Linked DNA regions of Mus musculus: regions 2, 3, 4 and 5 are each linked to region 1. Evidence: chromatin contacts called from public HiChIP or PLAC-seq and promoter capture Hi-C data. All regions are on one chromosome and are shown on one strand. The core of a region is the stretch at or near the end of the contact, and the rest is flanking DNA. Distances in the headings are between cores, read along the strand shown. Region 1 holds the start of Adgre5 (adhesion G protein-coupled receptor E5). Region 2 holds the start of Junb (jun B proto-oncogene). Region 3 holds the start of Klf1 (Kruppel-like factor 1 (erythroid)). Region 4 holds the start of Syce2 (synaptonemal complex central element protein 2). Region 5 holds the start of Gadd45gip1 (growth arrest and DNA-damage-inducible, gamma interacting protein 1).

Evidence for each region. Promoter capture Hi-C pulls out the DNA fragments that hold promoters and counts their contacts. HiChIP or PLAC-seq counts read pairs in DNA pulled down with a chosen protein or histone mark. Capture Hi-C pulls out chosen DNA fragments and counts their contacts.
Region 2: an H3K27ac HiChIP or PLAC-seq map of regulatory T cell precursor shows a contact between it and region 1, with 9 times the contacts expected there. The contact joins the promoter of Junb here to the promoter of Adgre5 in region 1. A contact is called at or near these places in 3 of 39 promoter capture datasets (cranial neural crest, liver and pre-B cells), 4 of 484 Hi-C or Micro-C datasets (the 63-12 cell line, B cells, liver and 1 more), 4 of 115 datasets of contacts at active chromatin or transcription factors (bone marrow-derived dendritic cells, bone marrow-derived macrophages, pancreatic cancer cells and 1 more) and 1 of 9 other capture datasets (adipose tissue).
Region 3: a promoter capture Hi-C map of adipose tissue shows a contact between it and region 1, with 2.4 times the contacts expected there. The contact joins the promoter of Klf1 here to the promoter of Adgre5 in region 1. A contact is called at or near these places in 1 of 39 promoter capture datasets (pre-B cells), 1 of 484 Hi-C or Micro-C datasets (B cells) and 1 of 9 other capture datasets (adipose tissue).
Region 4: a contact with region 1 is called in a promoter capture Hi-C map of liver, with 3 times the contacts expected there. The contact joins the promoter of Syce2 here to the promoter of Adgre5 in region 1. A contact is called at or near these places in 3 of 39 promoter capture datasets (cranial neural crest, liver and pre-B cells).
Region 5: a contact with region 1 is called in an H3K4me3 HiChIP or PLAC-seq map of pro-B cells, with 5 times the contacts expected there. The contact joins the promoter of Gadd45gip1 here to the promoter of Adgre5 in region 1. A contact is called at or near these places in 2 of 39 promoter capture datasets (liver and pre-B cells), 6 of 115 datasets of contacts at active chromatin or transcription factors (bone marrow-derived dendritic cells, embryonic forebrain, embryonic stem cells and 3 more) and 1 of 9 other capture datasets (liver).

What each region holds. Positions count from the first base shown.
Region 1 is chr8:83,738,657-83,743,449 of GRCm38.p6, forward strand. Adgre5 (adhesion G protein-coupled receptor E5) reads right to left here and starts at 2,655. Exons shown (of 20, transcript NM_011925.2): 1 at 2,451-2,655. The coding sequence starts at 2,481. It overlaps Gm46046 (predicted gene, 46046), which reads left to right and starts at 2,630. Exons shown (of 2, transcript NR_168527.1): 1 at 2,630-2,960.
Region 2 is chr8:84,976,413-84,981,205 of GRCm38.p6, forward strand. It overlaps Junb (jun B proto-oncogene), which reads right to left and starts at 2,336. Exons shown (of 1, transcript NM_008416.3): 1 at 497-2,336. The coding sequence starts at 2,017. The coding sequence ends at 983.
Region 3 is chr8:84,899,848-84,904,640 of GRCm38.p6, forward strand. Klf1 (Kruppel-like factor 1 (erythroid)) reads left to right here and starts at 2,135. Exons shown (of 3, transcript NM_010635.3): 1 at 2,135-2,268; 2 at 2,842-3,655. The coding sequence starts at 2,182. Gm39213 (predicted gene, 39213) reads left to right here. Exons shown (of 3, transcript NR_168730.1): 3 at 34-304.
Region 4 is chr8:84,869,652-84,874,444 of GRCm38.p6, forward strand. It overlaps Syce2 (synaptonemal complex central element protein 2), which reads left to right and starts at 2,460. Exons shown (of 5, transcript NM_027954.3): 1 at 2,460-2,602; 2 at 3,069-3,181. The coding sequence starts at 2,588.
Region 5 is chr8:84,830,175-84,834,967 of GRCm38.p6, forward strand. It overlaps Gadd45gip1 (growth arrest and DNA-damage-inducible, gamma interacting protein 1), which reads left to right and starts at 2,108. Exons shown (of 2, transcript NM_183358.4): 1 at 2,108-2,466; 2 at 3,934-4,793. The coding sequence starts at 2,117. The coding sequence ends at 4,252. Rad23a (RAD23 homolog A, nucleotide excision repair protein) reads right to left here. Exons shown (of 9, transcript NM_001297606.2): 9 at 4,753-4,793. It also overlaps a transcript of Dand5 not described here.

The sequences.
Region 1 (4,793 bases), core at 1,405-3,904:
TGCATATTGCCCGGGGCATAGATAGGTAAGAAGAGGACACTGAATGTCCTGGAACTGGAGTCACAGATGGTTGTGAGCCACTGTGTGGTTCCTGAGAATCGATTTCTGTCCTCTGAAAGAACAGCAAGTGCTCTTAACCACTGAGCCATCTCTCCAGCCCCTTAGGTAATTTCTTTAAGACTTGGAACCACAGCCGTGCATGTTGATGCACACTTTCAGAGCCAGCACTGGTAAAGCACTGTGGGAGAACTCCGCTGGAAGCCAGCCTGGTCTACCTAGGGAGCCAAGGCTATGTAGGAAGACCCTATTTTAACAAGACAGAAGTAGGGGGATTAGTACACATTCAAAACCAGTTACGGCTACAGAGCTGCTACAGCGAGCGCCAAAGCCTGTCTCAAAACTAAAACCAAAGCAGACTCAAAATGAAGCCAGACCCTTTTGCGCAAATCTGTAATCTCAGCACTCAGAGGTAGAGGCAGGAGGACCAGAAGTTTAAGGTCATTTTAGCCACTTTGAAAGCTTGTTTACAAAAACAAAGCAAAAAACAAAAAACCAAACAAACAGACTCAGAGTAACATCAGCCATCAGGAAGATCAGGAGGTAGGGGCGGGGCTATGTCCAATCTACACAAAGAGAAGCTAGGGCTTGGAGCTTGGAAAAAAGATGAGTGATCAAACCAGGCCAGAGAAAGGACAGTAGACTCAAGTAATAGTTACCCAAGTCAGGGGGGTTCCTTGTCCCCTGGGCTGGGCTGGGCTCTACCCCACCATGCTAAAGGCATCAGCCAGACCGCCTACATCTGGAGACTTGGAAATTAATCAAACGGGAGCAGAGCCGTTCCCTTCTGCTCCCAGACACATCTGGTTCAACTTCCCAAGCTCAGACTGGAGCCAAGGGACTCCTGCTTAGAGAATCCAGAAGTGGGGGTAGGGCAGCCTTTGTGCTTCCTGCAGTATTTCATTGTGTAGTTCCGGCTGGCCTGGAACTTACTATGTAGACCAGGTTGGCCTCCAACTCCCAGGATCATGGAAGCCTCCTGCCTCCGCCTCTCTAATACTGGGATTCAAAACCTGAGAATCCAACTAGCGAGGCTGCTTGGTTGGTTTTGAAGACAAGGTATCATGTGGTCTCAAACTCAGTATACAGCAGAGAATGACCTTGAACTTTTGACCCTCCTGCCTCTACTCGCTAGGTACTCTGATAGCAGACACAGACACCACACCCACATGTTCAGTTAATTCAAACTGTAAACCAGAAAGTTTGTACACAAACTCTTGGCCCTTGAAACAATATGGTAAAATACAGCTGGTCTTGTTCCATTTTACAGAGGAGGAAAGTGCAGCCCAAAGTCACTGTGACCCAGCTTAGTGACAGCCAGGCAGGCCCCTGCAGCTGTTTGCCACCAACTGTGACACCCTGGGACTCTATTTCCTGGTTCTAGGTCCATGGCTACTGAGCTGCCTGCCACCTGTCACTAGCACTCAGGCCAGTCATTGTGGTTAGGGTGACCCCAGTTTGTGCCCCAAGTTCCATATCTTGGGGTAACTCCAGCTGGTGCCCCGTTCCATTTTTTCACTGTTTGTTGTCAAGTTACTTAGGTGACTTAGCCATCAAACAACGGTTGAGGCACCCAGGGTGGGGCGGGAAAGTCATGATGAAAGCCAAGTTCAAACCACAGCCTGGTAAGTTCCTTTCAGCCAGCAGCTCCGTCCCAGACAAGTCCCAAGGAGATTCTCTGCCTGTTCCTGGCACGGAGACAGCAGGGGACAGACTGGGGCAGGGGGAGTTCCCACCCTCGAAGAAATGGGCACCCTCACGTGGGTTTCTCTTCACATTGAGAGCGTCTGTTTGGGCAACAGTTTGCAAAGTGTACTTTAACCTACAGTTCTTTTTAGCTTTTTTTTTTTTTAAACTGTATGTGTTTTGCCTGCATGTATGTTTGTGCACTGCATGTATTATTGTACACTGCATGTATGTCTGTGCACTGCATGTCTGTTGCCCGTGGATGCAGAAGACAGTGTGAATCCCCAGGAACTGGAGTTACAGACACTTGTGAGCCACCATATAGGTGCTGGGACCCAGCCAGGTCCTCTCTTAATGCTCTTGACCTCGGCACCACCCCAGCCTCTAGCCTGCATTTCTTTTTCTTTTGTTCTTTTGAGACAGGGTCTTGCTGTGTAGCACAAGCTGACCTGAAATTGGTGACCCTGCTGCCTCAGCCTCCCTAATGCCCTGTGACACCATGCCTGCTTTGTTACCCTCTTTAACTGCCCCCGTGCCTCAGTTTCTCCCTCTTAGTCTCCAAACTGGCAACACTCAAGCCCATTAGGATCTGACACCCCCTGGAGAGCCCTCTGGGGCGCACAGGTGCGCCGGCTTCGACTGTCCCTGCCCCTCCTGGCCACGTCCCGCGAGTTCCCTCCCGGCTCCGCGCAACCCCGAGGTCTCACCAAGCAGGCCGGGGCATCTGACGCCCCTCATGGTGGCGCGGCACGGAACGGACAGCGTCTGGGGTTGATAGAGGGCTGTGGCGGCCGGCTGGGCTGGGCTTTTATGCAGCGGGCGTGAGCAGGGCCCTCCCCGGAACTGTCCTCCCCGCTGGAAAGTAACAGGAAAGTGCCGGGGAAACAGACCCAGGGCGCGCCGCGCGCCCGCGTCTGGAACAAACGCAACATTCCTCCCCCCCCCCCCCCGCGCGCGGCTCCGACACCCGCCCCCGCGGGGAGCTGGGTGGTGTGGTTCAGGCGTCCTGGGACGGGGACCAGGCACATCGGACAGAGCTGGGTGGAGCTCCCACCCGAACGATGTCCTGGGCGACCCTCGCCTTTCCCATCAGCAGGACTTGTCGGCTTCTTTTCCAAGAGAGAAACTGAAGTTCAGAGAAGCCAGGGGCCAAATAAGAACCAGAAGAGGACTGAGGGTCCTGCCGGGCTGACTGTCCAGGAACGAGAGACATCAAGGTTTGGAGATGCGGCTCAGTGTGCGCAGTGCTTGCTTAACCTGCCCGAGGCCCTGTCTAGCCTCAAAGCCACATAAGCCGGCAGAGGACCGCTAGCCTGTAATCCCAGCACTAATCAGGAGTTCAACTCATCCTCCGTTTTGTCGCTTTTGAAGCCTGCCCGCGCTACAAAAGACCTTGCCCAAAAAGACAAGGGGTCATGGCATGGCTGCGTTGGCCTATACTAATACCGTTCTCTGGAAAGCAGAGGCTAAACCGGAGGCCGTTTTTGGCCACTTAAGAGTTGCAGGCCAGCCAGGCCTACGAAGCATGAGTCTATCGCAAAAATAAAAAATAATAAAGTGGGGGAGGGAAGTGCTACCAAGATGGTTCAGCGGGTAAAGGCACTTGCCCCAAAACCTAACGACCTGATTTCTGATACCCAGGACCTCCATGATGGAAGGAGAGAGCCAACTCCTGGAAGTTGTCCTCTGACCTTCACGGGCACACGGTGCCACACACAAACCCAAACACTAAATAAACAAGTCAATAAATAAAACGTAATAAGGGGCCGGGCAGTGGTGGCGCATGCCTGTAATCCCAGCACTTGAGAGGCAGAGGCAGGCGGATTACTGAGTTCGAGGCCAGCCTGGTCTAGAGAGTGAGTTCCAGGACAGCCAGGACTGCACAGAGAAACCCTGTCTCAAAAAGCCAAAACAAATAAACAAACAAAAAACGTAATAAGGACTTAAAATAGAGGAAGAGAGAGCTTTGACCACGGGACATGGCTTACCACGGCAGGGCTTTTTGGTTACACGCACTGACCTTGCCACAGTCTATAGAGAGTCATGTGATGTACACTGGCTTCCTGTTTGAGTTACTTGTGTAACTATGGTTTCTTTTCATGTGTGTGTGTTGGGGGCGGGAAGAATGCCAAACCCAAGGCTTTGTGTATGCTGGACAAGCACTCTACCAAGGGAACTACATTCTCAGACACATCTAGTGATTTTTCAAAATATTGATTTTCTTTTTCTTTTTTTCTCTGAAACACGGTCTGGTCTCAAACAGCCCAGGCTGTCTTTCAACTCTATGTAGCCTAGGATGGCACTGAACTCCTGACTTCCTGTCTCCAAAGCCTAAGCCTGCTGGGATCACAGGCATAAACTACCAGGGGTGTCAGGCCTTCCTTTTACCTTAGTAAATTCTGGGTTCAAGTTGGGCCATGGTGGCGCACACCTTTCGTCCCAGCACTTGAGAGGCAGAGGCAGGTGGATCTCTGTGATTTGGAGGCTAGCCTGGTCTACAGAGTGAATCAGGGCAGCCAGGGCTGTTACACTGAGAAACTCTGTCTCAAAAACAAAACAACAAAGAATAAAAATAAAAATAAACTCCAAGTTCTGAGAGATGACTGTAGCGAACTATGATGGCGCACAACCTGTAATGGCAGAGCTCACGAGGTTGAGGCAAGAGGGTTGCTGGGAGTCTGTGGCTCTCCTGATCCACAGTGTGAGAGAAAAGATAAAAGGAAGTTGCAGACCATGTGTGCTACTGGGGCTGGAGAGATGGATCACTGGTAGATGAGAACACTGGCTGCTCTTCGGAAACAGGGTTAGATTCCCAGAATTCTGTAACTCCAGTCCCAGGGGAGCCGATGCTATCTTCTGGTCTCCCCAGGCACCGCATACACTTGGTACACAGATAAAACAAGCAGGCAAAACTGATAAAGGACAAACTGAAAATTAATAACAAAAATAAAGACACAGTATTCCTGTCAAATGAACACATAGAAAAAACAACTTTTTTTTTTTTTTTCCGAGACAGGGTTTCTCTGTGTAGCCCTGGCTGTCCTGGAACT
Region 2 (4,793 bases), core at 1,086-3,585, 1.2 Mb after region 1:
GCTCGGATGGCTCCCAGGGCTCATGAGAGCACGGCCCTCCCGCCGCGGGCGCCCTGGACCCGGGCCTGGGGCTTTCCGCGCCCAGAAAGCCGCCTGCTCGGGAAAATCCCGGCCCCCTTCCCGGCGCCGCGGCCCTGCCCGGCAGAGCGGGGGGGAGGGGATTCCCGGAATCTGCCCGGAGACCGCGCTGGCGTCACTGAGCTGAATAGGCCCATATATGGGCAGAGCTTCCGTAACGTCAGCGGGGAAAGCCCCGGCGCACTCTGCTGGGCGGGGTCATGCTTGCACATTCCGCGTTTTGTCCTGGGTAGCTTGTTCCCCGCCACTGCCCGCCTGCGCAGCGTCTGGTGCCAGGACTCAGGGGATAGGAGGTCTGGGCGTTTGTACTGAACCTTATGATACCTGAAAGGAGCGAGCTACAAACAGCACCGTGCTTGGGGTAGCCCAATCTTCTCCCTCCATCCGCCCAGCTTGGAAGAAAAAAGAGACCACAGAAATTAATAAAGACAATTTTTTTTTTACTTAAATAGATTCAATAAAAAGTCAAACACACACACACAAACACATCTTAAAATAGACTTTAGACACGAAGTGCGTGTTTCTTCTCCACAGTACTATGCAGAGGGGGAGGGCAGGGGGCGGAGGTCCCTCCCTAGTATCCCCGCAGGCTGAGTACCAAGCGGCGGGGCCAGCTCCGCCGCGACAGCCCCCTTCTCCCCTCCCTGTTAAATACACAAATATATTATATTCAATATGAATTCAGTCTCTTTGCAGAAAAAAAAAACATACAAAATACGCTGGAAGGGGGCCATGTAAACCTCGAGGTGGAAGGACTGGGCGCAGGCGGGCGGGCCGGAGTCCAGTGTGTGAGCTGCGCCCCAGGCCTTTTGGCGGGTGCCCATCGCCTGCCCCCCTCACCCCAGTGGGGGGCAGGCGCCCAGCCTTCAAGGCTGGGGGTGTCCGTATGGGGCAAGGGAGGCTCTCAGAAGGCGTGTCCCTTGACCCCTAGCAGCAACTGGCAGCCGTTGCTGACATGGGTCATGACCTTCTGCTTGAGCTGCGCCACTTGCTCCCGTAGGAGACCGGCAGCACTCGACAGCCCCGCGTTCTCAGCCTTGAGTGTCTTCACCTTGTCCTCCAGGCGCGCGATGCGCTCCAGCTTCCGCTTCCGGCACTTGGTGGCCGCCAGCCTGTTCCGCAGCCGCTTTCGCTCCACTTTGATGCGCTCCTGGTCTTCCATGTTGATGGGGGACACAGGCGGCGTGGCGTCGCGGCTGCGTGCCTCCGGTACGGTCTGCGGTTCCTCTTTAAAGGCGGAAGCGCCGCGACTCAAGCCCAGCTGTGCCGGGTGGCCGCCCGCAAAGGGTGGTGCATGTGGGAGGTAGCTGATGGTGGCCGTCGGGTATGAGCTCCCAGTCCCGACGGCGGTCCCGGAGCCTCCAGAGGGTGCAGAGGCTGGGGAGTAACTGCTGAGGTTGGTGTAGACGGGAGGCGGCTCCGGACCAGCATAGACGCCCCCTGGGCCGGCCTGGGGACCCCCGCTGGCGCCCAGGGACACGTTGGGGGGCGTCACGTGGTTCATCTTGTGCAGGTCGTCCAGGGCTTTGACAAAACCGTCCGCAAAGCCCTCCTGCTCCTCGGTGACGCCGCCCCCTGTACCTCCACCGCTGCCACCCCCACGGGGGTAAAAGTACTGTCCCGGAGGCGTGGGCGTCGTCGTGATCACGCCGTTGCTGTTGGGGACGATCAAGCGCTCCAGTTCCGTGGAGGCTAGCTTCAGAGATGCGCCTGTGTCTGATCCCTGACCCGAAAAGTAGCTGCCTGCCCCACTGCCCTCCGGGCCTGGACCCCGCGCCCCAGGACCCTTGAGACCCCGATAGGGATCCGCCAGGTTGAGCGCCAAGGTGGGTTTCAGGAGTTTGTAGTCGTGTAGAGACAGGCTGCCAGGGCTCCGACCGTATCCCGCCGCTGCGTAAGAGTCGTCGTGATAGAAAGGCTGTTCCATTTTCGTGCACATCCGGGCGGCCTGGGCGATCTGGGAAAGGTCCCCCTGAAGGGCCGCCCCGGGCCTCGCTGCGGCGAGCGGCGAGCTGTCCTCGGCTGTGGCAGGACCCGGTGTCCGGTCGCGCGTCCTCGGGAGCTGGAGACGGTCAGCAGCGGCCAGTTGGCAGCTGTGCGTAAAGGCGCTGCTGGGCTTCCGGAGATTTTCTCTCCCTCCGTGGTGCGCCTGCTTTCTCGGCGTCGCTTCCCTCAGTTCCCCGCTCCCAGCAGGATCCTACGCTGGCCTGGCCACCCTCAAAGTCCCCAGTGCTCGGCCCCAGCCCCAAGCTTTTATACTGAATTTGTCAGCTGCGGAAGTGCACTCCGATTGGCCGACGCGGGAGCCAGGCCCCCGCGGCCCCCTCCTAGAGCGTGGGGAAGGGGAGGAGGCGGCTCGCGTCACTGTCAGGAAGCGCGTGTCCTTGTAAACAGCGGCCACGAGCCGGGTGGCTCTGCGCGGCTGCAGGGGGAGGGGCTGTGGAGACAGAGACACACAAGCAAAGGGATGTTGAGGGGCCGAGGCACATAGGGGCTAGAACTGCGGGAGTACAGCCAGGTGCTTATGAGATACACTGCAAGTGGAGATTGGATACCTTAGGATATCCCCGGAAAAGTCTCGTGGGACCCAGGGTAGCTGTGGCTTGTGAACTGACAATACAGTAGAAGACCCCAGAAAACAGAGAAGATACAAAACAGGGGCAATTGTTAACATTTGGCCTAGGAATTAACCAGAGGTCCCGGGTACAAAGTGCTTAAAGAACTGGAATTGTCAGTTGGGAGGAAAGGGCCAAGACACAACAGGGCTCAGGTACCTATTGTACAAGAAATGAGTAGGGGCTCTAGAGTCCATAGATGAGTCTGAGGGTTTCCCCATAAGTGGAAAAGGGAAGGAATTTTGGGGAGGTCAATTTAGATATTCAGAACAAAGGTCCTGGGGACGCTGAGGTAATCGGAGTAGAAAGATGGGAACATATCTAGCAAAGGTTGGGGTCATTGTGGATATTTGCAGAACTCTGGCAGAGAATTAAAATGGTCACGACATAGCTTCCTTCCGAGCTATGAAGGCAATGACAGGAGGGTATCTGAGATCTTCCTGAGAAGATGACTCGGAGGATCCCAGAGACCAGGACTTGTACGAATGAGGCTGTACCTCGTAGGTGGTCCCTAGGGCACTGACATGCCCAGTACCTCAGCCCAAAGCCCTCCCTTAGTCACCCGGGGCTCGCCCGATATCCTGTCAGCTTTTGGAGGGCCGATGGGGCGGGATAGCTGGGGTGCGGTCGCCCAACCCCACTCCCTTCCTTAGAAACAGGCTAGGGAAAGAGAGCCGAGGCAGGAAGTGTGGCAACAGCCCCGAGGGGGAAAGAGCCCGGCCCTGTCTCGTCATTGTGAGCCTAGGGGATGGTGCACCCTACCCTGGGCCTGCCAAATTCTGCGCCTGGGAAGAGGAACCTCGGCAAGCGACCCTTGGGGAAGTCACAACCCAGCTACAGACGCTTCTAGTCATAGTCTGATCTCCCCCATCTAGAAATGGTTCAGCCTGCAACCATCGGCGACTAATAAGCCTGGCAGCCGAGGACTGTTCCATTGGCCGGCTGGAGGGGGATGCAGCCTGGGAGCGGGGCCTCGTCACCAAGGCAACAGGCTGGAGTCCGTGAATTAGATTGGGGGCGGGGCACCCCCCCCTGAATTTCTCTCCCCAGCACCCATATTAGGGCACAGGAAGAGGTGGGACCAGTGCAGTCTTGGGGCGGCAAACTAAGAGCCAGGAACTCGAGGTAGCTGCCAGGTCCCAGGGCGCGCCCGGGCCCCCGGACGGCTAGTCCGGACCAGCCTCCACCGCCACCCCCGGGCTCCCCCGCCCCCCGGCGGCCTGACCCAGCCTCTCGGAACAGCTCTGGGGCTGAGTCCTGTCCCGCCCGGCCAGGTTGGACCCAGCCTGGCAGGTCCCCGCCTGCCCGAGGGCCTGGGTCGGACTTTGCCCCTGGCCCGTCGGGGCGCGGAGGGGGCGGGGTAATGCTTTCGGGCATCCCTGGCGCCTGGGCAGGCTGGTACAGAGCTGCCTCCTCCCCTGGGTATGTGCCCTTCCCTTCTACCAGAAGGTCTAGGGTCCCCATTCCCTACCACTTATCTTTGAAGTCTGAATACTCTTCTCATCTACGTCCACTTCAGTCGGGGGTGAGCTACCTTCCAATACATAGAATACCTAAAGGAAGTAGCCCCCTTCTTCCCACCCAAGTAAAAGGGCAAAAATCGCAAATCGAGAAAAATGCGAGAACACAAAGCCCCTTCTCCAGGAATGGGAAGGTAGAGGTTTACATAGCCGGCCTTGCAGTTAGGTAGGTGGGACTTCAAGTAGTGTGGGAGCAACCTGAGAGAGGGTGAGAGTCCCATCTCTTCCTCTTTCTCAGGTCTCTGGTAAGATAAAGGAGGGCTCTTCAGAGAGAAGCTTAAGGACTAGGACTAAGTAGCAGGATCAGAGCTTACCTAGTGTTCCACAGAAGGAAAACAAGAGGCAAAAACAGCTCTGAAGGATACAGGGGAAGTCCAGTAGAGTAGGGGCATTGGAGAAGAAGAAGCTGGGGACATCCCAGTCTTTGAAGGATCCTTGTGACCCTTAAGTCCTCCTTCCCATCTTGCCCTTGTTTGAAAAGCTCCCCTCCCCCACTACAGTCTCAAGGGAGATTCCAGAAGCCGCTGAGTCTGCGGGCAGGCTGCCAGGCCTGTGTCTCCTGCCCATGCTAATAACTGCA
Region 3 (4,793 bases), core at 885-3,384, 1.2 Mb after region 1:
CTTTGAGGTTCAAAGTCTCTCTCTCTCTCTCAGGATGTTTCTCTCAGTTATTGGACCAGCTCCTGCCTTCATGCCACCATGCTCCCCACTATGATAATGGACTACACCTATGAAAATGTGAGCAAGCCCCAGTAAAATGTCTTCTTTGGTTGTGGCTCATAATCATCTGTAATGGGATATGATGGACTCTTCTGGTGTGTCTGGGGACAGCAACAGTGTACTCATACAATCAATCAATCAATCAATCAATAAATAAATGCAGATTCAGTGGGCAATGTAGCACCACAGTGTCCTGTGACAAACACTTCTACTGAGTTTCAGAATGTTTCTGTCCTCCCAAATGAGACTTTGTCTCCTAGCAGTCTCCTGCCCCAGCCTCTGGGAAGCACTGCTCGTCCTGACCTGTTCTGGCAATTATATAGACAAAATAATGAGGCATGTAACCTTCCATGGTTGCCTGCCCTCCTCCATTAGCCTGTTGTCCTCCGGTTACTCGTCTTAGCACACTGATTGTTGGGGCGTGTGTCTAGTGTGTGCTTGAGCATGCGTGCAGCCCAGCGGTCAGGGTTGATGGTCTCTTCCTTCGTTTTCTTTACCTTATTTCCTATGCTGGGCCTGACACTGGACCTGATCGGCTAGGCTGACTATCCAGTGAGCACCAGGTATCTTCCCGTTTCCATCTGTCTAGCACTAGTCTTAGACATGCACAGTGACACTTGGCTTTTGTGTCAGTGCCAGGGATCTGAACCTAGGTCTTTATGCTTTTCTTTTAAAGTTAATACGGTGCAAGCACTCCATGAAGCTAAGTCCCCAGCACTGTTTTACCCTTGTTGTCGTCTTTCGAGACAAAGACTATGTAGCCCTGGTTGTCCTGGAACTTATTATGTAGACCAAACAGACCTTTCAAATTCATAGAGATCCACCAGCCTCTGCTTTCCAAGTGCTGGGATTAAAGGCATCACTACCATGCCTGACTAGGTACCATTTTCTATAATGGATCTGATGTCCCCTATGGACACCGAGCAATGATGGTGTATGTGTGATATTATTGTACCCGTGACACCCCATTTCCCTACCCTGACTCATAGGGCACCAGAATAGAAGTATGGGAATAGCAGGCCATCTATCATGGGGTCCCGCACACAATGAGCCGTTAGGCAGAGTCAGGGCTGAGCTCTTCTGAACGGCATACTAGCTGCAGCTCCATCTATGGGTCCTAGCCCACCACACTGTAAACTTCCTAGCCATCCCCTTCAGCTCCATGCAGTAGCCAGTGAGGGTCCTCAGAGCCCCAGAGTGGGCTGATTTGAGGGGACTCCTTTTGCTAAACAGCTCAGACCTCAACACAACAGAGCAATTCAAAGCTAAAATAATTTGTGGCACCAACCCCCAGCTCTTCTGCTCAAGGAGGAACAGAGCTATGGTTGTTCTGGGCCCCCTACCTGATAGCGGCCTGAAACATCTGGTGTGTCTGATAATGCCTGAAAGGGAGCCGGTGCCAAGGCCCGCCACTAGCACCGTTGCTGCTGTTGTCTGGGAGAGTAAGGACTGCAGTGGTCTCCATGGGGGTCAAAGGGTCCCAAAGACCTTTCCCAAGAAATCTATCCTTCCTGGTCCACTCCTTGGAGAGAGACTTGAAACCAAACCAGAGGGGTCTTCTCAGTCCTGTGGGAGGTGGGGTGGGGGTGGGGAGCAGCGACCAGGACTTTTCTTTACCCAACCTGAATCCTAAAACTTTGAAGCCCCTATTCCTTGACATCTGATTGACTTTACATACAGGGTTGGTTTTCAGGGACCAGTTTGAAAACAGGCCAGGGTGAGGTCTATTCCTTGAAAGTGACACATCACAACTTTAATCCCAGCACTCAGGAGACAGAGGTAGGCAGATGTCTGTGAGTTCTAGGCCAGCCTGGTCTACATAAGCCAGTCCAGGACAGCCAGGGCTCAGTTACACAGAGAAACCCTGTTTCGAAAACCTTAAAAAAAAAAAAAAAGAAGCACACCACACACATATCGCACACACCCCTCCTTTGCCGTTTTGCTTTGCCTGGGTCTTATCAGGGAAGACAGCCAATCAGATGTGGGCAGACAGGAGCCCTCCAAGAAACTTTCCTAGCCTCATAGCCCATGAGGCAGAAGAGAGAGAGGAGGCCTGAGGTCCAGGGTGGACACCAGCCAGCCATGGCCTCAGCTGAGACTGTCTTACCCTCCATCAGTACACTCACCACCCTGGGACAGTTCCTGGACACCCAGGAGGACTTCCTCAAGGTGGGGCCAGTGTGAGTGTGTGGGAGGGGGCAGGTGGTCTTGCATAGGGCATAGTGCTTAGGGGTGGGGCGTCTATCTTACTTTAATATCCTCTGCTCTGTTTTTTGGGGGTGGAGGAGTGGGAGAGCCTCTGAGCCTTGTTTGGGGGAGATGTTCTAGGGGTCTGAGATCAAGGTGAGGCCTATTTCTCCAACAGGAAGCAGAATTCTAAGCTCTATATCTTAAGAGACTAGGCTCATAGAGACAAAGGTCCAGATAAAGGTGTCCTGGGATTTCCAGGCTTTGAGCTGTAATTTTCTGGGCTATGTGAAGACAGGGAAAGGCTAGGGAAAACGGAGTCGAAGCTGTCCCCTTTGACTCAGAACTCTGCAACCCCTTCTCCCATCCTGAATACTATTCTTGGTAAGTGTCTTAGCTGTCTCTAGCAAGACCTAATGGAGTTGTCTGGAGCTGAGAAAGGGGTTAGGGGAACCGTGTGGGTAAATGACAGGCACCAACGGTGTTTCCAGCCAGGGTTGTTTGAGGGCCAGGTACCCAGTGCCTACCATTCAAGCAGTACGCTCCCTCCCGCAGTGGTGGCGGTCTGAGGAGACGCAGGATTTGGGGCCGGGGCCCCCGAATCCCACGGGGCCGTCCCATCACGTGAGTCTGAAATCGGAGGACCCTTCCGGAGAGGACGATGAGAGGGACGTGACCTGTGCGTGGGACCCGGATCTTTTCCTTACAAACTTTCCAGGTTCCGAGTCTCCCGGCACTTCCCGGACCTGTGCCCTGGCGCCCAGCGTGGGGCCAGTGGCACAGTTCGAGCCGCCTGAGTCTCTGGGCGCCTATGCGGGTGGCCCAGGGTTGGTGACTGGGCCTTTGGGCTCCGAGGAGCACACAAGCTGGGCGCACCCGACTCCGAGACCCCCAGCCCCTGAACCCTTCGTGGCCCCTGCCCTGGCCCCGGGACTCGCTCCCAAGGCTCAGCCCTCGTACTCCGACTCGCGAGCGGGCTCCGTAGGGGGCTTCTTCCCGCGGGCGGGGCTTGCGGTGCCCGCAGCTCCAGGCGCCCCCTATGGGCTGCTGTCGGGATACCCCGCGCTGTACCCCGCGCCACAGTACCAAGGCCACTTCCAGCTCTTTCGCGGGCTCGCGGCGCCTTCTGCTGGTCCCACGGCGCCCCCTTCCTTCTTGAATTGTCTGGGACCTGGGACTGTGGCCACAGAACTCGGGGCCACTGCGATCGCCGGAGACGCAGGCTTGTCCCCGGGAACTGCGCCGCCCAAACGCAGCCGGCGAACTTTGGCACCTAAGAGGCAGGCGGCACATACGTGCGGGCACGAAGGCTGCGGGAAGAGCTACACCAAGAGCTCGCACCTCAAGGCGCACCTGCGCACGCACACGGGTAAGGGCGGGGCCAGACGGGCGGGGGCGGGGCGGGAGCCGCTAGTGAACGAAGGGAGGGGCCGGAGGGTAGTCAGAGGCGTGGCTAAAGGCGGCCCCAGTTCTAGGGGTCGTGAAGACCGCACCTGAGACACTGGGTCAAGTCTAGAAGGGGCGATTCCAGACCCAAATGGGCTAATACAAACACTCGGGAGGCAGAGGCAGGTGGATAGCAGTGACTTCGAGGCCATTTGGGCTATTATAGCGAGTTTCAGCAGCCTGAGCTACTTAGTGAGATCCTGGTTCATAAATAAATAGGTGTAACAGAGGACCTGGGGAACACTTTGGGGACTTCGGTGTTAGAAGTGGATGTGTAAGGCCTGGGTTAGAGATGGGAGAAGAAACTAGAGGGGTGAACCCGAAAGGTACAAGCTTGGAATGCCAGAGCTCAGGATATAGCCAGTATTTACATGCATGCTCGAGCTGGAACCATCTGGGATCAGGAGGTTGAGACACTCAAGTAAAATCAGTTTCAGGGGCAACTGACAGAGGTCCCAGAGTTAAGAAAAGAAGAGAAGGGGGCTGGAGAGATGGCTCAGTGGTTAAGAGCACTGACTGCTCTTCCAGAGGTCCTGAGTTTAAATCCCAGCACCACATGGTGGCTCACAACCATCTGTAATGGGATCCGATGCCCTCTTCTGGTGTGACTGAAGACAGCTACAGTGTACTTACATATAATAAATAAATAAATTAAAAAAAAAAAGAAAGAAAGAAAAAAGAAAAGAAGAGAAGGAAATGCTGAGAGACAGGGCCTAGAAAGAGAAACGGGGTCATCCCAGGACTGGAAGACAGCTGAGGGTCTCCCAAGCATGGCAGGGCACGCAACAGGCTGTAACAGGAAGAGAGGGAATCACCAGAGACAGGGCCTTGAACACTGGGGTGGATTTCTGGGCTTGAACCAAGTTGAGGAACAAGACTGGATATCATCGGGAGGCTCTGCCAGAGCAAGAAATAGCTGCAACGCGGAGAACAAAGAACGAAGGTGCAGCCACATAAAAAGGCAGGGAACTAGCACACCGGAAGTGGGATAGGAGACCGGAAGTGAGAAAACTGCAGGATTGCAGCTGTAGATACAGAAAAGGATTGAGTCACAGAAGGCA
Region 4 (4,793 bases), core at 1,210-3,709, 1.1 Mb after region 1:
CCTCATCTTTACTGTGTATTCTTTTATTGAACTCCTGCAGCAAGCACTTTGCTGACAGAGTCACCCTGCAGCCCCTAGCACTTACTGATCACTAACTGGTGCCAAGCCTGCTATTTTAAGGCTTGGAACAGAAATAGCGTAAAAATCCAGGAATCCTAAGATTACTGGGAGCAAGGATGAGCAGCTACTCTTAATTTTTCCCCGAAAAATCCAATCTCCCAGCAGCTGTGGCAGGGGCAGTCATGAGCTTGCTGCCACCCTGGGCCAGATACTTAGACTATTTAAAAAAAAAATCATATGAGCTCTGAGGAATACGTTCATAAAGCTTTGTGGGTCTACATTTGAACTTGCTTTTCTGGGGGCTGACTTCAGATGAGCTTTGGCTCTTGGGTGTTTAGGTGGTGTTTTGGATTGTTTTGTTTTGCTTTTTAATTTATTTTTATGTGTATAGTTATTTTGTCTGTATGTCTTTTTTCTTTTTTTAAAGATTTTATATATGTGAGTACACTGTAGCTGCCTTCAGACACAGACATACCAGAAGAGGACATTGGATTATATAGGTTTATGTCACCCACATTTTTTCCAGACAGGGTTGCTCTCTGTAGCCCTAGCTGTCCTGAAACTCACTCTGTAGACCAGGCTGGCCTCAGATGGGCCTGGTTTTGCCTCCTGACCACTGGGATTAAAGCTGTGCACCACCATCACCCAGCAACACTTAGTTTGTTGCCTCCTATCAATAAATTTATGATCTGCCAGTTATTTTTGCAACATTTATAACAGTTTTAGTTTTTAATCACTACAGTAATAAAAGGAAATGTATTTTAGGAGTGCCAGTTTTTCAGCTGGGTTTGGTGGTATACCCCTCCCCCTTGAATCAGCACTTGATGGGGCAAAGGCAGGCTGATCTCTGAGTTTGAGGCTAGCCTGGTCTATAGAGCTTCCAGGACAGCCAGGGCTATACAGAGACAGAAAGCAAGCAGAGGGAGCCCTGAGTAGGTAGAGTCCAGCCTGAATGTATATCTTAATCTGGGCACAGGAGTCCAAGACCAATTGACCCCTGGAAAACCTGTCTAATCAATTACCTATATGAACCAGGCTCAGGAGGAACGGCAACTCTTTCCCTAGAGTTCCAGAATGATGGCTTCCAGATAATCAACCAGTGTACAAAGGCTAGCAGATCTGGCTTCCTCTCCTGGTGTTTGCAGGCTAGGATTGCTCACCCCCAGATTCTTCCTACCAAGACTAGCTGTGCTGTATTTAATAAATAGCTGAGGGTCCAGGTTGCAGCCATAGCATTAGAGAAGCCACCGGATCCCAGTTTCACTGTGTGTCTGTCCTTTCTTCATTCCCTCACATAGCATTTCAGGCCCCAAGCTGCTAGGGATGTAGCAGCAAAAACAGAAAGGGTTGAAAAGATGGCTCAGAGGTTAAGTACTGGTTTGTCCTGCAGAGGACCAAGTCTAATTTTAAGCACCCATATGGTGGCTCACAATTGTAATTCCAGCCTCAGGGGACCTGAACCTCTTTTCTGGCCACTATGGGCACTATGCACACACGTAGTATAGAAATAAATATATGCAGTCAAAACACCCACACCCGTAAAAATGTGTATTAAAAAACCACTTAAACACAAGAGATCCCTCTAGATGGCTCAGTGGGTACAGGTGCTTGCCTAGTCTGATGACCTGAGTTGCATCTCCATGACCCACACGGTGGAAGGAGATTGTGGACTCGTTCAGGCTGTCCTCTGACTTCCACACTCCCGGAGTGGATGGCACATAGGCATGCACAAAATAGGTCAAACGTAAAACAAAAATAAAATTCAGCTCATCGATGAAGAGCATCAGGGAACAGGAATTAGGTTTTCAAAATCCATGCCAGGAGGCTTATAACTAGGGGATCTGATGCCCTCTTCTGGCCTTAGTTGGAAGGTGCCCAAAAGTAGTTTAAATCATATATAACATGTAAATAAAATAAAATGAAGGTTGTTCCTAGGTGGTGCCTGCCTTCAATTCCAAGGCAGAGAGGCAAGCTGATCTCAGAGTTCTAGGTCAGCCTGGTTTACAGAGTCCTAGGCTGGGACATAGTGGAACCCTGTTCCAAAAGAATTTGATCTGGGCACTAGTGGCGCATACTTTTGATCCCAGCACTCTAGCCGCAGAGGCAGGAGAGTGTGAGTTTGAGGCCAGTCTGATGTACAGAGCTAGTTCTAGGACAGTCAGGGAAACACTGAGAAACCCTGTCTTAAAAAGACACTGCCGCCACACAAACTGTAGATCGAAGGGGCGGAACTCTGACGCAGTGTGAATTCCTCAAACTCTTGAGGGCCACAGGTGACCCCGAGTCCCGCACCTACGCATTATGAGCTCAGACGCCCACCGGTCCATACAACACAAATCCGTCTGTTACCACATAGCACCAGCATAGCCCAAAAGGCAGAGCCAGTTCGGAGGGCCTTCGAGTTCGCCGCCCCCGGGGGGGGGGGGGCGGGGGCGGGGCCAGGGCGCGTTTCATTCAGCACGTGCTCGGGGCGGGGCGTGCAGGGGGCGTGGCGTGCGCAGAGGGCGCTGAGGCGGGAAAAGACGGAATGGAGCGCCACGGAGTGAGTGCGGTGCGGTTTCCCGTGTGCGGGCGGCGGGAGGCGGGCGACGGGGCTTAGGGCCGCGGGGAACAGAGACTTCCTCCACACATTCGAACCCGGGCCCTGTTCCCCGCGGTTGGAGCCGCCTCTTGCCGGGAGAGGCGAGGTTTCCTGACTAACGAGACGGTGGGGCCTGGTGGACGAGGCTGTGAGGGGGTGCGGTGCGCTTCAGGAGCTGGTCGAAGACAGCACACGGTGTAGACCAGGCCGGGCCTCGAACCCTCAGCGGTTGCCTGCCTCCGCCTCCCGAGGCTGAGGAGGGGTTCGAGGCGTGTGCCACACTCGGCCTCCTTTTAACTACTCTCCGCGGGAAGGTGTTAGCGCGCCCCCCATTGCGGCCCCGAGGGTCCTGACCCCGGGGCCTCCCTGCTAGCGCGTCCCTTTTGAGCTTCCCCACCCCGCCTCTCAGAGCTGGCTGCGCTCGCAGGTGGCCGCGCCTCCCGTGGAGTTAAAGGACCAGGAGCCGCCGGCGATTGTGGAGAGCGGAGAGCATCGGCAGAGTGAGAACCACGAGGAGACGCCCGGCTCAGTGGCCCCGAGGTGAGGAGTGACAGGCCCAGCTGCCCTTCCGGGGCCCCGCCTTGGTCACGTAGGTCATTCCACGTGGTCTGCCCTGGGCCTTGGTCCACGGGTGATTTAACACCTTCCAGGTTGGTGTTTTATGAAGCCGCAGAGGACAAGTGGAGCACCGTGGCGGGCCCGGCCTAGGTGTCCTCGTGAGGACAGCCATGAGACAGACCTCATATAGAGGAAGTTTACTGGCGAGAAGGGAGAGGTGGAGGAAAATAGAGAGCGAGAGCGAAAGAGGGAGGAAATGGAAAGATGGAGAGAGAGGGAAGATGGAGAGAGAGGAGGGGAGGGGAGACAGACACCAGAGCCAAATAGTCCTTACCTGTGAGCCAGGGTCTTACCTGGCTGTTGCTAGGTAACTCTTGGGCGGAGCCTACAGGAAATGCTAACAACAGGTGCCCACATTGGTTCTGGGTACTGGCAGTCTCCTTTTGATATCCACAAGGTTTAATTTCAGGATGCATAGAATCCTCATGTTTAGACTCATTTTCTCTTGGTTTTTGTTTTTCTTTCTTTTTCTTTTTTCTTTTTTTTTTTTTTTGGAGACAGGGTTTCTCTGTGTAACTCTGGCTGTCCTGGAACACACTATGTAGACCAGGCTGGCCACGAACTCAGAAACCCACCTGCTTCTACCTCCCAAGTGCTGGGATTAAAGGCATGTGCCACTGCTGCCCGGCTAGTTTCTCAATTCTTTTGTGGATTTATATGTGTGTGTGTTTTATTTAAGACATCAACAGAAAAGGGGTGAAAAAAGCTGGGCATAGTGGCACGTGCCTTTTATTTCCGCACTCCAGAGGCTGAGAGGAAGGCAGGGCTCTAAGCTCAAGGCCAGCCTGGTCTACAAAGTAAGTTCCAAGGCAGCCAGGCAGCCAGGGCTACGCTGAGAAACACTGTCTTGAAAAACCAAAACCAAAAAAATAAGACATCAACAGCCAGGCTTGGCGGCATAAACCTTTGATCCCAGCATGGTCTATATAGTGAGGCACTCAAAAGACACCAAAATCAAAGTCACTTAGATTTTCTCCAATATTCTAATTTTGTGATTTTTTTTTCATTTATTTAGATATGTGATCCACTCTGCATTTTCTACTTTGTTTGCTCTCTTGCTTTTTTGCTGTATAGAGGATGGAACCCAGTGTGCTTGTATGCGTGGTAGATGAGCACCCTGTCACTGAATGTACATTCCCAGTTGCTGAAACCTGCATGTGTTTGGATTTGACCTTGACTGGTCTGACAAAGGAATAAAGAAAGGACAGGCACCTGTACAAAAAACCACACGGGATTGAGTGGGCCATATGCCCTGCTGGAGGCACACCAGCCGCAGTCCTGAAACTTGGTTCATTTATAATTGGTTTTTTAGCCAGTTGAGATAGCAGGCTTATTGTATACAGTTGAATGAGGAAGCAGGTTTAGCTAATTTCAGTAGGAAGTCTCTGTAGGGGAGCAGTTTCAGGCTGTAAATATGCAGGAGAAAAAGAAGTGGTCCATACATTTTATACACACTGTCAACATCTGAACACATACCACGGGAAGGCTTTGCCATTCCCAGGAATCTGAAACATTGAAGTTCTTGAAATGGTTG
Region 5 (4,793 bases), core at 858-3,357, 1.1 Mb after region 1:
GAGCAAACCTGAAACCAATCTGAGATACATGAGCCTATCTCAAAATCCCAAAAGCAACACAACAAAGAACCTCACTCCTCAGGAAGATCTTGCTGGCTGCAGTGAAGACTGCCTGTAATGGTAGCAACTCAGAGACAGAGATAGGAACGGGAGCTCACACCTAGGCTGGATACATAGACCATCTCAGCAAAATGGAAGGGAAAGATGAGAAGTACAGAGCTATGCAGCCCCTACCCTGAGTTCTCTCGCACGGGCTCTCTCTGTCTCTCTCTCTCCATTTTATTTTGGTTGAGACAGGATTTCTTTGTATCACACTGACTGTCCTAGAACTAGCTCTGTAGACTAGATTAGCTTCCAATTTATAGAGATCCTCTACCTCCACCTCCTGAGTCCTGGGATTAAAGGTGCCACCATGAAATTCTGATCCTCTTGCCTCCATCTCTCCAGTGTCAGGATTATAGATATGCACTACCATGTTTAGTTTATGCCATGCAGGAGATGAAACTCAGGGCTCTATGCCTACTAGGCAAGCATACCATCAACTGAGTCACATAACCAAATGCCATAAAGTGGATCATAAATGCTTAAGATAAAAGGGAAGGCAGTGGTGGCGCACGCCTTTAATCCCAGCACTTGGGAGGCAGAGGCAGACAGATTTCTGAGTTCGAGGCCAGCCTGGTCTACAAAGTGAGTTCCAAGACAGCCAGGGCTACACAGAAAAACACTGTCTCGAAAAACCAAAAAAAAAAAAAAAAAAAAAAAAAAAAAAAAAGGTAAACTGCACATGATGGTCTCAGATCTTTAATTTCAGCACTGGGAAGGCAGAGGCAGAACCCTGTAAGTTCCACAGTGAATTCCAGGCCAGCCAGCTGGCACTACATAACAAGACTCAAAAAAACCAAACAACACCAACACACACACACAAACACACACGACCAAACAAGTTAGAATCCATGGAGCTGGAGAAATGGCTGAAAAGTTTAAAATATTTCCTGTCTTCCAGAAGACTTGAAGAATTTGGTTTCTTGTATTCAAGTCCCTTGACAATTGCTTGTAAGGCCAGTCTGAGAGGGTTCCATTGGCTTCCACTGGCACCCACACATGAGGCGCACACACACACACACTAAATCTTTTTAAAGATTTAAAAGGTAACATAAGCCTAAATATTAAAGTAGAAATATTTAATATATTAGAGAAATTTAAAAGCACAGATGTGAAGGGAAATAAAATATACAATAAAGCAGACATATTTAAAGCATTAATATTTCAAAATTAAAAATCAAAATGTCAAATACAGTAATTTAAATAATACTGGCACACCAGTTTTTTTCTTTTCTTCTTTTTGTTGTTGTTGTTTCTCTGTTTAACAGCCCTGGCTGTTCTGGAAGTCACTCTGTACACCAGGCTGACCTTGAACTCACAAAGATCCGCCTGTCTCTACCTCCAAGTTATGAAATTAAAGGCATGCGCCCCTACCGCCCGGCCAACGCACGCCACTTTTAAGTCTTATTTTAAACAGGCTCATTACCGGTCATCCTAGCACAGGCGAGACTGATTTAGAAATCGATGCCATCCTGAATTATGCCAAGAAGTTCCAAGATGACCTGGCTACAGGATGATATCCTATTTCAAAATCCCAAATGATGGCCGGGAAGAAGGCTCGGAGGGTAAAGGCATTTGCCACCAGGCAAGATGATTTTAGTTCTATTCCCACAACTCTTGCTTGGTGGAAGGAGAAAACCGACTTCCCCAAGCTGTCCTCTGACCTCCACTTAATCACCAACACTTCAACACTTTCGTCCCCCAATAAATAAACTGCAGAAATCCTTTCTTTTTTTCTTTTTTGATACACGTAGTCTTGGCAGCCCTGGAACTCATAGAGATCCTCCTGCCTCTGCCTCCTGATTGCTGGAATTAAAGAGGTAAGCCACCAGCCATACAATATTCTCTTAACAAACAATTGCTCCCCCCGCCCCACCCGCATTAAACGTTCACCTGCGCCGTACGGACTAAAGCAGCGCGGCGCTCCTCCGCTCCCCGGCCGGAGGCCCCCGGTGTTTCCGCCGCGCAGGCAGCGCCGTAGCCAGCCCCGCTGCCGCGAGGACCCACAGCCAAGATGGCGGCGCTCGCAATGCGGAGTGGCTATCTCCTGCGGCTCTCTGTGGCTCTGGGTCCCAGGTCCCGCAGCTACCGTGCGCCCCCGCCCCCGCGCCGCCGTCCCGGGCCCCACTCGCCAGACCCGGAGAACCTGCTGACCCCGCGATGGCAGCTAACGCCCCGCTATGTGGCCAAGCAGTTCGGACGACATGGCGCCATCTCCGGGGTGCCCCCGGCCTCCCTGTGGCCCACCCCAGAGCAGCTGCGCGAGTTGGAGGCCGAGGAGCAAGAATGGTACCCGAGCTTAGCGACCATGCAAGAGTCGCTGCGCTTGCAGCAGCAGGCCTTGGAGGCAAGGCGCCAAGCCAGGTGGGTGTGATGGGGCACGTACCCCAGGGCCCCGAAACCAGGAATCATCCGTAGTAGGCACGCGGATCCCTTGTGGCGTGGGCTTAAACATTACATGTTAACTTTGCTGCAAAGCAGACATCCTTGTAGTCATTCAACTGCAGTTTTTGGTTTTTTGTTTTTTTTTTTTTCTTTTGGTTTTTCGAGACAGGGTTCTTCTGTGTAGCCCTGGCTATCCTGGAACTCACTCTGGTCTCGAACTCAGAAATCCGCCTGCCTCTGCCTCCCAAGTGCTGGGATTAAAGGCGTGCACCACCACCCCCGGCCTCAACTGCAGTTTTAATGTTTGTTTTTACTTGTCCTCTTCCTTTATCAGTAGCCTGCCCTTTTATTCTAAATAGCAAGGACTCAATTAACCAGAACTCATTTTATTGCCCAGGCTGGCCTCGAATCTAGGATCCATCTGTCTTTACCTTCTGAATATCTGCTATTACAGGCCTGTACCAGTCCCAGCCTCAACTCTATATACTTCCCTAGTTACTCTGCAAGGATATAAGGACCCACACACCAGGGAACAAAGCAGACAGAGGATTCGGATGATGACTGAGGAACCCCCCCCCCCCAAGGAAGACAAACACAGTTAAAAGTGCATGCTAGCTCTTGTGATGTTTAAGCAAATCCCCATATAACCAGATACTGTTACTGGAAAAATCTCAAGGCATGAGTTCCCAGTAGAGGGAGCAACTGTTGCAAAGGCCCTGAGGTTGAGAAGTGGGAATGATGATTCTCAATTAGAGAACAGCCCAGGTGAAACCTTTTATCACAAATAATCTGGTCTTGGTGGAGCACACCTTTAATCCCAGCCTTCTGGAGACAGGCAGGTTAGATCACCGAGTTTTGAGGCCAGCCAGCCTAGTCTATGTAGTGAGACCCTGTCTTGTGTGGCCACCGTAGCTAGGTAGTGGGACCTGAGAGCAGTGATGGACTCTGAAGTCTGGGGTAGAAGTCAGAAAAGAAGGCACATGTGATCAGATTTGAGGAGAAAATGGAGGCAAACCAGACATTTGGATCGCCCCTTCTGGTGCAGGGTTCAGGGCTGGTGAAATGTGTTGCTGGTATTTAACCTTATCCTCACAATGTTAAAAGGACAAGATGACCCTTTTTACAGATGAAACTGAGGCCTGAAGAAGTCAAGTCAGATATCTAGAGTCATGCTGGCATTGAAGGATGGAGCTGGTCCCCCTTTCTGTCCCACCCTAGCTGATAAAACTTGTTCTTTCAGTTTTACTATCCTAATCTTATCAGTGTACCTACAGATTCACAGGACTGGAAAAAAAGTTGTCCCTGTCCCTGAATTTGGACCTGGCGTACAAGCATGTGGAATCACTGAGGACATCCATGACAAGGGCATGAGAGTGGTTTTACTAAACAGCTGGGTGAAATTCAGATTTGCCTTGGTCTGCCCTCACTGTCTGCTTTCCTATACAGGGAGCAGCGTATCGCAGAGTGCATGGCCAAGATGCCACAAATGATTGAAAACTGGCGAAAGCAGAAGCGAGAACGCTGGGAGAAAATTCAGGCTGACAAGGAGCGGAGGGCCCGGTTACAGGCTGAGGCCCAGGAACGCCTGGGCTACCACGTGGACCCAAGGAGTGCTCGCTTCCAGGAACTATTACAGGACCTAGACAAGCAGCAACGAAAGCGCCTAAAGGAAGAAAGACAACGACAGAAGAAGGAGGCACGAATTGCTGCTATGGCCTCTGCTGAAGCCCAGGACTCAGCAGTGTCTGGTGAACCCAGCTCCTGAAAGCTCCCTTCCCAATAAAGCCAGCTGCTGACAACCCATATTCTACACATTCTCCCTCAAGTTGTGACTTCCTGGGTCGCCCGGCTCATTCCCCAACACCTGGGCGGGAGAATCCCTCCACCTGGCTGTGTTCACACCTGGACACTAGGCCATGCCATGAACTGGGGCTTTGGGGAGAGAGAAAGGGGAATGGATGGGCAAATAATGAAGGAGCAGATGGCAGGAGAGGAGGAGGCTTCTGTTTACCAACATTAATCTCCAGTAATTAGCCAATTACCAGGGGGAGTACAGCCAAACAGACTGCATGATAGAAGGAGCAGCAGTCCTTCTAGGGTTGAGCTGAGGCAGGGGCCCAAGTTTCCAGAGGGAGGAGATGCTGGGGCCCGTCTGTAAGGCTCCTAGGCTCCTCCCCGTTTCTCAGCATGCCCACTTCACCTGTGCCCCCGGCTAGCTCAGACTCACAAACAGCTGTGAGAAGCTCCAGTAGGCATGAACCATTATTAGGGCTCATTTTTAAAACTTTATTCACGTCAAAACCTTT